Linked DNA regions of Mus musculus: all the other regions are linked to region 1. Evidence: chromatin contacts called from public HiChIP or PLAC-seq and promoter capture Hi-C data. All regions are on one chromosome and are shown on one strand. The core of a region is the stretch at or near the end of the contact, and the rest is flanking DNA. Distances in the headings are between cores, read along the strand shown. Region 1 holds the start of Lmo4 (LIM domain only 4). Region 2 holds the start of Ctbs (chitobiase). Region 3 holds the start of Spata1 (spermatogenesis associated 1). Region 4 holds the start of Lpar3 (lysophosphatidic acid receptor 3).

Evidence for each region. Promoter capture Hi-C pulls out the DNA fragments that hold promoters and counts their contacts. HiChIP or PLAC-seq counts read pairs in DNA pulled down with a chosen protein or histone mark.
Region 2: a contact with region 1 is called in a promoter capture Hi-C map of liver, with 5 times the contacts expected there. The contact joins the promoter of Ctbs here to the promoter of Lmo4 in region 1.
Region 3: a contact with region 1 is called in a promoter capture Hi-C map of pre-B cells, with 2.7 times the contacts expected there. The contact joins the promoter of Spata1 here to the promoter of Lmo4 in region 1. A contact is called at or near these places in 2 of 39 promoter capture datasets (liver and pre-B cells) and 1 of 9 other capture datasets (liver).
Region 4: an H3K27ac HiChIP or PLAC-seq map of bone marrow-derived dendritic cells shows a contact between it and region 1, with 9 times the contacts expected there. The contact joins the promoter of Lpar3 here to the promoter of Lmo4 in region 1. A contact is called at or near these places in 1 of 39 promoter capture datasets (liver) and 1 of 115 datasets of contacts at active chromatin or transcription factors (bone marrow-derived dendritic cells).

The regions. Positions count from the first base shown.
Region 1 is chr3:144,203,936-144,206,635 of GRCm38.p6, reverse strand. Lmo4 (LIM domain only 4) reads left to right here and starts at 1,381. Exons shown (of 5, transcript NM_010723.3): 1 at 1,381-1,816.
Region 2 is chr3:146,449,101-146,451,800 of GRCm38.p6, reverse strand. Ctbs (chitobiase) reads right to left here and starts at 1,334. Exons shown (of 7, transcript NM_001293672.1): 1 at 1,171-1,334. The coding sequence starts at 1,299.
Region 3 is chr3:146,498,477-146,501,176 of GRCm38.p6, reverse strand. Spata1 (spermatogenesis associated 1) reads left to right here and starts at 1,384. Exons shown (of 15, transcript NM_001316756.2): 1 at 1,384-1,522. It overlaps Gng5 (guanine nucleotide binding protein (G protein), gamma 5), which reads right to left and starts at 1,341. Exons shown (of 3, transcript NM_010318.2): 1 at 1,157-1,341. The coding sequence starts at 1,237.
Region 4 is chr3:146,219,635-146,222,334 of GRCm38.p6, reverse strand. It overlaps Lpar3 (lysophosphatidic acid receptor 3), which reads right to left and starts at 1,374. Exons shown (of 3, transcript NM_022983.4): 1 at 1,188-1,374.

The DNA of each region.
Region 1 (2,700 bases), core at 132-2,631:
TTCTGCACACAGCTGCTAGGACTGTAGATTTTTTGCCTGATTTTTCTTCAACTTCCTTTCTTCCAAGCTTCTCCCACAAGACTGGTTTTAGTTAATGATACTTAGCAGTACAGCTTTGCACTTCCATGATAATTTCCAACAGAAAAATCTCTCTGGAACTTACTATTAATAATCAACCCTAGTATTAACCTCAGATCGGAGATTTATTAAACCTATTTGGCAGAGTAAAGTTGAATAACTTGATGTTCAAGGATCCAGGCTGAGCTCTGGCCCTGGAAAGAGGCTCTGAAGCTAGCTAGCATTCCTCAAATCTTGGTTTGTACAAGAAACGACTAGTCTTTTTTCAGGGTCGTGAGCTAGCAGCAGGTCTGGCAAATGCTCGCATCGCTTTAGGGGGCTACGAGGGAGCTAGCATCACACCCTCTACACTGAAGCAGAATGGTGAGCAAAAAGCTTTGCCCATAAAGTTTCCTTCATCTCTGAAAACCAGGGTGTGATTTGCATTCACCAGCAACTGACAAGCATCTATGAAATGCCTCCTCCTTCCAGTTTACACTGGGGTTAATGGGAGCAAGATGGGGTTAAGCTGGCAGTACTTAGGTAGGAACTACTTCCCACTTTGCTTAAGGTTTTGAAATCTGCAACCCGAAGAATTAAACAAAACACCCGCTTTTGCACCTCCCTCCGGCAGAATGAATCCTCTACCCTAACAGGAAGAGACCCATTTCTGGGAAAGTAAGTTTCCCGAGGGTCTGTTCTCTGAGCCAGGGAAGGCGATCCCCGAGGCCCTGCGGGGGCGGGCTCCACGCGTCCTCGCGCGCTGGGCAGGCAGGTGTGGTCCTGAGCCTGGGCACGCGCTCGCTGGCCGCGTCCCCCGCGCCACCCGGGTCCCTTCTCGTGCCCCGACCCCGGGCCCCCCCCGCCTTCCCGGGCCCGGCCGGCTCAGCCGCCCGCCTCGCTCCCCGCCCCCCGAGTCTCGTTTCAGTCACCCTTTGTCCTTCCCCGGATTGGCAGGTTTTATTATTCCGCCTGAACAATCCGGCCGCCCAGTGGCTGAGGGTCGCTGACGTCGGCGGCAGAGCCGGGGAGTAGTTGGGATTCTGCTCTGTCAGTAACACATGTGTAAGCGCCGCCGAAGGAGCGAGCGAGCCGGCTAGAGGCCCGCGCCGCCGCCTCCTCCGAGCCGGGCAGCAGCAGCGGGGCAGCCGATCGGTCCAGCGCTCCCGGCCGGCCCGCAGCTCCCCACTCCGTGCGTCCTCGTACCGGCCGCGGGACCGAGCCTGCACCGCCGCTCCCGGGCCGCAGGTCGCGGGAGGGGGGAGCTCGGCCGAGCCGCCGGCGGCCCCGAGCGGGCGGGCGGGCGGGAGGAAGGCGGCGGCGGAGGAGGAGGAGCGCGGGCGCGGCGGGGGCGGGGGCGCGTACAAAGTGAAGCCACATTGCCAAACTTGCAGCCGCGATTGCAGCAGTGGCTGCTGCTGCGCCGCGCGGGCCCGGCCGAGGGAGCCTGCAGCTGCTCGCGCGCAGCCGGGGGCTGAGGACCGGGACCCTCGGGCTGAGACTTGACACTTCTTCGCCGGGCCGCCTGCCACTTAGCGTGGGGCTCCCTCTACCCGCCCCAGAGCCACGCGATTAAAAAAAAAAAAAAAAAAAAAAGCAGCCCTTAGCCCCCTCCTCCCCTTTCCTGCTTCTGCGAGAACTCCCTCCCTCCCTCCAGCTCCGCCAGCCCCAGCGCCCCTGCCCTGGAAGCCGAGCGGCTCCGCTCGCATTTCGCCGCCGCCGCCGCCTCTCGCAGTGTTGCAATATAGGGGAGAAGCAGGTAAGGGGGTGGCTGGGGACGCCGCGGGCCCGGAGGGGACGAGGGAGAGAGGGAGGGGGGAACTGATCGGGGCCGGGGCTGTTTTCTTTGGCTTCCTTCCCTTGACCGTCCCAAATTGCAAGTAAACAATACGTCGCCTTAGATAATGCGTGAGTCTGAAACTACCGGAGGCCGGCCTGCGAGCTAGCAAGGAGGGCAGCCCCGGGCCGCCAGCTTTGTAGCGGTTCCTTGCTTACAAAAGGGTTCTTCTTGGAGACGGGGCTGGTGGGGACCCTGGAGAGGGCTGGGGGCAGTTCCAGTTCCTAAAGGAAAGGCAGGGGCTGCTCAGATGAGAAGTGGTGTGTGCGTGGGTGGGGGCGATAGTCAAGACCCCCCCCCCAACACTGTTTGAAACAGGGAACGAAAAGCTCTAAGTGACCAGGAGCTGGCATTGCTGATTCTTTTAAAAAGAATTCCTCTTGGCTTATAAGTCTTTTGTTCCAATCCAGGAGAAATCCGGTGAATCACCTAATTAAAATCAAGACATGAATTAAGCATCCATTTTTGTACTACAAATGGCCAGCGCTACGTTTGTCCCTCCCTTGGTCTCCATTAAAAAACACCAGAGACGTTGTTAAAGGGGGGCAGATTTTGCCTCTAGCTGCCAGCTCTGCTTTCTATTTCACTGACTATCCCAGGACCTAAATTGCTTGGCTATGTAATTACTAGAGTATAAGCCTATTTAACTTAAAAGCTTTCTTTTTTTTTTTTTCCAACTCTAAATGAAACTTGATGAGGGCCCGTCCTTAGTTATCAGGGGAGTCACTTTCTGGTCAGTCCTCTTGATTCATCTCTTTTAGATTTAATCAGCATTAAGGTATTGCTTGTCCTTAAGAGCTTTAGCT
Region 2 (2,700 bases), core at 85-2,584, 2.2 Mb before region 1:
TGTCTTAGGGCTTCTTTGGCTGTGAATTAGCACCATGACTGCAAAACTTATAAAGGAAAACATTTCATTGGAGTTGGCTTACAGTTCCGAGGTTTAATCCTTATCATCATGGCAGCATCCAGGCAGCCGTGATGCTGGCGAGGGAGCTCAGAGTTCTAAGCAGCAGGGCAAAGACTGAGCCACTCTAGACCGAGCTTGAGCATGGGAGACCTCAAAGCCCATCCCCACAGTGACACACTTCCTCCAACAAGGCCACACCTGTTAATGTGTCACTTCCTATGGGACAAGCATGTAAACACATGACTCCATGAGGGCCATTCCCATTCAAACTACCACAGTAGGAAAGATCCACCGGACCAGAAACTAAAAGTAACAGCTATCCATTGCCAAACAGCTAATTCTTTCTCTCCCAAAACTTTAATTTCTGATCTTAATGATCTGAGTGCTACTAGTGACCCTTGCTCAAAGAAACGTTAATGCACCTAAATTTTTCTTTTTAAAAAATGTCCAGTTTCCACAGTAGGCAGTCTACAAAAATACTGTCACTATTTTTCTAAACAATGTATGCAAACACAAGCATTTAAATATCTATGTCTCAAAACCAAATATAAGTTTAAGACCCATCAACTGTTCCTTCTTTGTACAAATTTTTTGAGACTGGACCCCCTGACATCGCTGACCCCCAGGTCCAGCCACTGTCATCAACTTCGGTCACGCGATTTTACCAATGCTTCGTGGTAAGTCCGTAAGCTTTATACGCCATTCTGCTGGGTTAAAGAAAAATGGACTCAAATAGCTGTTTTTGCCGCTTTCCTGGGTGGGTGACTGTCCATAAACGAAAGAACTAATCCGTACCAAGTACAAAGGTTAGCAGAACATCCTGCTTTCGGATGTACTTTTGGAGGTGGACACTTTCCTACTAAATGTGCATTGCCTTGGAAACCGAGAACCGGTTCTCCTACCCTCCCCGCAGGTGGCTGAGCGGTTAGCGGGAGGAGCTGGCCTCGGGAATCTGATGAGGCAGGAGCATTACACAGTCTGCGGCCTGGGAAGTTGCCCAACCTCTGAAGGAAATCTAAAAAGAGGAAGACTCTGGTGGTTAAGGCTACTCAGTGAGCGCACAACTTCTACAGCCTTGAGTATCAGACCGACGGGCAAATGAGTGCTGACCTCGAAGTCGGGACGGTGGCGGATCGGTTGGCAGAGAGCAGCCTCGGAGCACGGGCAGTCCCCGGCCGAGAGCCGTGCCAACAGCGGCAGCAGCAGCAGAGTGAATTCCGGGAGGCCACACAGCGCCATGCCTGGGGTGGAGGCTGCGGGAATGACGCCTCTTGAAGGGCGGGCCCTGATGTCCTATGGGCAGGCGGGGCGGAGTCTCTGCTGAGGGGCGTGGCCTGATGCTAAACGGAGAGCGACCCAGCCTGCTGCTTGGTAGGTGGGCCCTAGAAGGCGGGGCTGATGCTGGACTTTGTGGAGAAGTGGGACTTGCAGCCAATTGACTGGGATCCCACCCCGGCTGCTGGGGGCACTACCTATGAGTAAATGTAAGATGTGACAGGGGTCTTCCTTACACTCCAGTGCTAGGAAGGGCTAGGTAAACAGTCTTGACCCGGGTAACTCGCAGGTAACTCTACCACTTTTATTCTCTCCATCACTCTACATCACTCTACACCATTTCATGATTGTGTGGTCTGAACGTTTTCTGCTCATTCATCTTACAATTGATTTTGAATCTCTTGCTTGGCGTTGCTCCCCGCACCCCACCCCTGCCAATATAGCTCAGCACAGTGCTTGGCTTGTAGTAAATAGTACGTTCACTGTAAAACTCCAAGAGCTCCTGTTTTCTTTTTTTAAACTTCAATCGGTTTGAGACCATTCTTTTCCAAGTCTCTACACAGGGTATTTTTTAAAATGTAAAATGGACGGGTGATATTATTGTCAATTTACCAGATGTTTGGTTAAGTGTGTATTGTGATTTTCCAGCATTAAATAAAGAGAATTTAAAGATAAACTCTGTGCGGTGATTTTGCTTGAGAGATATGACCTCAAGAAAAGCCTTTCCTTTGGCTATGAGAATAGGGAAGGGGGCTCTAACAGGGTCATCAGGTCCTGGGGGTGTGACCTGGATTGCTCTGCTCAGCGTGTACTGAATGCTGGAAGGAGAACGCACTTTGAAGATTTGGGCATTTTCTTTGGGGAATTCTTCTGTTTAAGTAGCAACAGGAATAAAAATTCTCTTTATGGCTATAAAGGAAATTGAATGTCATTAAACTCATAATGACAATTAAAACACCCATTATAGCATATGAGTTTAAATTTATTGTACACTCCCTAAACACCAATAAAAATTTAAATGATGTAAATTCTTTTCCCAGAACCAAAATGTTGTCAAAGCAAGGATCTCTCTGAGCTCTCTCAGAAGAGCGGAAAGCAAAGGATACTCGGGAACAAATTAATATATTTCTAATCCTGGCAGACTGGAAAGGCTGGAAACCAGGTTTGCTTTCTTGTCTTCGTTTCTCTTCCTGTGGCTGTGATTAAGAAGTAACTAAGATAGCTTTTTTTCCTGGCTCACAGTTCAAGGTACAGTCTACTATGGCAAAGAGGTCACGGCAACAGGGTCTTGAAGCAGCCGGTCACAGTCAGAAAACAGGATGCAGGCATGCATGCAGATGTTGAGCTGGCCTTCCTCTTCATAAT
Region 3 (2,700 bases), core at 135-2,634, 2.3 Mb before region 1:
ATCCCAGTGAGAAGCCTTCAGAAGAATTAGGACGCAAGGCAAGAGAAGCTAGGAGGTAGCCACAGAGCAGGTAGGGTTTTCAAAGAAAAGGAAGTCCTCCTCTGGGAGCTAGCTCACTGCTTTGGGCCACCAGGGTTAAGTACCGCCACTGTAATTACTACACGTACCTGTCTTTATTTCCTCCCCCAACCCACTATTTTTTTCCTTCCTGGCCTACTTTATGACAGTTATTATATATGAATGATGATGATCAATAGATCACTTCAAATTTCAGAGCTCTAATCTGGCCAAGACTAAGTCACTTGGATGAAAAGTGAGAATATGATTAGAGTCCAAACCAAGACTGATTGGGCGTCTCCCTACCCTCCTCCTATGGTTACCACAAGGAAGTTGAGCAGTCTCTGACATTTCTACTTGAGAAGAAAGCTAAATAGAAGCCTTCTCCAAAAGCACGTTAGAAATAAGGACTAGCCTGCTGAATATAAAATCAAATCACCTTGGAAACTGGCAGGGTCTAGCAAGGCGACTTATATTCTTGTTTCTTTTTATAATCACCGGGAAGTGTTTCACATGTAACCCGACCTATTACGTCAGAAAGAGGCCAAATCCGTTTAGGAGTTGAAAAAAATAAACCAAACGGTCCTTAGAGCCAAAGCGTCTGAATGCCTAGCTGTCTACCAACAAGGACAGCCTTTCCCTAAAAGTCAACAGCCCAAGACCCGACCCCCCAACCAGACCGCAAGCTCCCAGGCCAGCGGCCAGCGGTTTCTCGGGTAAACAGACACCCCAGCAAGGTCAGCCGAGCACGCCGCGGCGTCTGCTGCAAACACCTCTTTGTTCGAGGCTGGACCCCCACAAAGGTGGAGTCCGGAGACTCCCGGGACGATCCGCAAACAAAAGTTGCTCATCAGGCCGCCATCCGGAGCTACCCAGGCGGACTCGTGTGTGTTCAAAGGACGAGGGCTGGGAGTGAGCCTGGGTGAGACGTGCGAGACGGAAGTCGCTGGCGAGACCCGCCGGGGCCGCCGAGAGTCGGCGGGCGGCGGAAGGGCGGGCCCCCTCCTCGCCCTCGGCCCACAGCCCGGCCAGAGGAGCCGCGTGTCGGCTCGCGCTTCCCCCCAACCCCGGGGCCCACCGCCCGCCCACGCCCGCTCACCTTCACGCGGTTGAGCCCGGCCTCCAGCCGGAGCTGCTGGACCACCTTCTTCATGGCGGCGACGCTAGAAGAACCCGACATGGCGCTCGGGACAGCCGGGCCGACTCGTCAGTCCGGGCAGGGGGCGGCAGGTCGCGGGACGGCGGGGGCGGGGCTCCGAACTTCGTCGAAGTTTCCGGGGCTGTGCGCGCCGCGCATGCGCGCCGACGCCCCCTCCCCCTCCCCCCGGGACGGCCGCGGGCTCCCCCCGCGCGCGCGAGAGAGAGAGAAGGGGCGGAGCGGCCGGTGGGCGCGGTGGCGACGGGGGCGGTGCGGCCCGACGCCCGGCCGGCGCCTTCCGCCTCTGGAGGGGCTGGGTAGGGCGAGGTAAGAGGACGCCCCGGGGCGGACTCGGGAGCGCGGGGAGGGAGGTCCGCGACCGACGGCGGGGTGAGGGACGTGGCCGCGCTGCCTCGGGGCGTCCGTGACACGTCCCAAGTCCCGCCAGCTCAGCCCTGTGTGAGGCGCCCTCGGGTGAACCGGCGGCGCCGGCCGCAGCTCGCCCAGCCCGGGGCCCAGGGCGCCGTAACGGACCCGGGCCGCGGGACCCTGGACGGTCGGAGGCTGGCCTGTCGCCGAGAGGTGCGAGCCGCCCCGCACAGCTTCCTGTTAGCCCTGTCTTTCTGGAATCTGTCCCCCGTGCTTTTTTAAAAAATAAAGCGTTCGCGTTCGGGGATCGTTTGCTCTTTTGATGTCCCTGTAATTGCTGACTTCGTGCTTGTAACTGATGAACCCCAGAGGGGTTTTCAGAAGGACTCAAAAGTTTAGTAAGATTTAAATTAGTCCTGTTGAGACCTAACATCTCTAAACAGGAGGTTCGTCGTGAGTGCTGTTTCTTTGGGATACTGAGAAAAATGACATGGTTTGCTCTGGGCCAACACATCGCGTTACTGAGCAGTTAATATCAGTTTGGGGTTTTACCCAGTCCTTAACAGTGACCATCTAAGAAACTTGGGTTTGAATTTAGCCCTGGTGTGCTTGGGCAAGCCGTTTAAACTGCCGAAGTTAAAACGCTCCCTGGATTTCTTGGAAAAAAAAAATGAAACGAAATGAAATTATATGTGTAAAGAATACGAAAACTGAGGCTGGAAGATGGCAGTTAGAGGACTGGGGAACTGAGCCCTCGTGCAGAGGACCTAAGGTCACACTTCCCACCACCCACACTGGGCAACTCAAAAGCACCAAGTCCTGGGCTACTGTCACCCTCACTGGAGTCTGGGAACGTTTGCATTCACACACGTACATTAATTAATACATAATTTAAAAAGTGAACGAACAAACCATATTGTTTGAGACAGGGTCTCACTTTGTAGTTCTGGCTGGCCTGAAACTCCATGTAGACCAGGCTGGCCTCGAAACCCACAGCCTTCCAAGCATTGTGATTAAAGGCTTGTGCCTCCAAAATAAATTAATTAATGCAAAATGTAACACAAATATTTTACTTTGTGCCTTGTTACCTGTAATGTATGCTAAAATGCAGATTTCTAAGATTAACGTGTAACTTA
Region 4 (2,700 bases), core at 125-2,624, 2.0 Mb before region 1:
GTTAGATGTCCGGGGTCACAGGTTCTCAAGGTATAGATCCCACCTAACAGGCAGTATTTGTTGGTTAGAGGTTTTTAGAATGGCTCAGTTTGCTTAAACAAACAGTATCGAGGCTGTTCTGATGGAGTTCCTTCTGGTGGGAGCAAGAAGGGAAATTCTAATCACTTGTCCACTGGATTCAAATCTTTGGACCCAAACCTCACTAGCAGCAGGATAAGCAAATATCGGTAGACAGCAAACCCAAGAACTCTCTTTAGCAATTCAATCGAGGGGCATTAAGTGAAGGCTGGGCATGCACTCAACTTTCACACACTTGCAAAAAGGAGTCTGTCTAGGTCTAACATTCACTTTGTCCTCAGACTTACAAATTACAAGAAGGAGCCCTGAAGAGCCTAATGTGACATTCCAAGACCAAGAGTTGGGCAGGAGAAAAGTGTGCAATGGCAGGGGCAAATTATGAAACATTTAGGGAAAATCATCCCATTTACAAATTAACCTCTAAGTGCTTTGGAGGGCCCTGCCCATGATCCCATTAATAAAACTAAATTGTTTCCAAGATTCAGCCAGTCCTTAAATCACAAGCCTGAGAAAATTCTAAGCAGCTTCTGATAGCTGCAACTTGCACAGAGAAGGCAATGAAGAAACTGCTACAAAACAAAGCACTATTGTGGCCCGTGATGTGGGAGATGGGAGACCTTTGGCTCATCCCGCACAACCCTGATAGCGTTCAGAGCTGGTCATGGTAACTATTTCCCAAATCTTGAGACGCACGCACTCGCCTCGAGATTTTACCAACAGACAGACCACCACACCGGTGAAACTAACTGCAAGGTGGGAAATGTCACCTCCCAGGGATCCCGGGGAGAACCCGTTTCCCATCACCATATAACTTCCCAGAGTTTGGAAAGAAGCGCCCCTGCAAAGCGCGTCGCGATGGAGCCTGGCACCCCTGCTCCCGGCCCGTCAGTCCCCAGCCGAAGCCGAAGCAGCCCGGCTTTTGCATCTGCATTGCTTTTTGCTCTAGGGAAAACACGAAGTGGGAAAGCGCAGGGTACGCCACACACCGCGAGGAAAGTTCCGCCCCAGGAGTTTGGAGAAATGGATTAGAAACCAAAGAATCCCCCCAAAAAGCCCCGGCCCGCAGAGGCTCCGGGAACCTCCCATCCCGCGCTGCGCACCGCACTCACCGCTGTCGCTCGCCCGCGCCGCCGAGCCCGGGAGCCGAGCGTCCCGCCGCTGTCGCATGCCCTCGGGGGAGCGCGACGGGGCGAGCAGGCTCCGGCCAGCCAGCAGCGGAAGACGCGGAGCAGGCAGAGCCAAGCGCCTGCTCTCCAGCGTCCGCGGCGACGCGCCGGGAGTCCCGGGCAACTTTGCTAGGACGAGGGGGTGGAGAGGTGGAGGGCGGCCCGGTCCCGCCCGCCAGCCCGCCCGGCCTGTGCCTCTGCAAGTTCCCACGGGAGCGCGCCCCCCGCCGGCCAGGCTCGGATCGGCACGGCAGAAGGCCAGCGGTCCATGGAGGCGCTCTGCCTTGGTTGGGGACCTGGTGCCTATGGGGCAGCCAGCTCTGAGAGACTACCTAAGGTCCCCTAAGGGGACAGTAGCATCTAGAGGCCCTACACAGGGAGCCATACCTCAGAAAGATGCCCAGACTGAAACTCATTCCTCTGACTCTCTCTATGATGGAAGATACCTATTTGAGGTGTCTGCTGGGAAGCATATCCCTACCCCCACACTACTTACGGGAGGCAGGCTCTCAGCCAGGACCAAACCTGATACCCTAAAGCCTGAACCCCAAAGCTGCTCTAGAGTTCAAGCAACCCCAGAGGCCAAGAACAGGTCACCTTTGTGTTACAAGAGGGAACAAAGCCTGCTTAAGTTTCTCGTGGGAGTCATTTTGGCCTCCCGCAGTCAACAGTCCTGAAGGTGCTGTTTCAAAACTGACCCACCTTTGCTTAAGGCCGGGGAAAGGAAAGCAAGAGTAAAAGGCTTCTCTGCCCTAAAAACCAAATTCTGGGTCCCTGCATGCTAGAAGGTAAGCTGAGGACAAGATCCTGTGAAGTGAAGTCATTCTTAGGCAGCCCGGGGCACTTGGGAAACGTCTAGAGTGTGGGTTCGGACGTACTTCACCATCCGTTCAATCATGTGCATTCAATGGGACCCATCTCTGTACCACCGATGGCTTAGTTGGTCAAGTGCATAAGCTCAGATTGAATTTGATCCTCAGTCGAGTCATCTTGCCTCACCCACCCACAAGCCCTGTGCTGGAAAGGTGGAAACAGGACGATCCTTGGGTTTTGCTGGTCAGCCTGTCTAGCCCACGGATGAGCTCCAAGCTCTGCTAGAAACCAGGTGTTAAGAAATTGAGGAAGACACCGGAAGTTAACTTCTGGGTTCCGCGCGCGCGCGCGCGCACACACACACACACACACACACAAGCACACACACATGCACGCAGACTCTTAAGATGAAATTTAAGGATTATCTTCTTTCAACCCTTGTTGGGTCAGGGGTGTCCCACTTCTTTTCCAGATATTTTTATAAGTAAAACCAAATTAAAATTAGTACCACTTAGTAAAAACAAATGAAAACCAGTACTTCAAACGGCAAGCTCGAAGATGACTACTGGCTGGAGAGTCACTCAGAACCTTTTAAACAAACACTCACCAAACAGCCTCCTTGTGCTCTTATATTTCTGGGAAA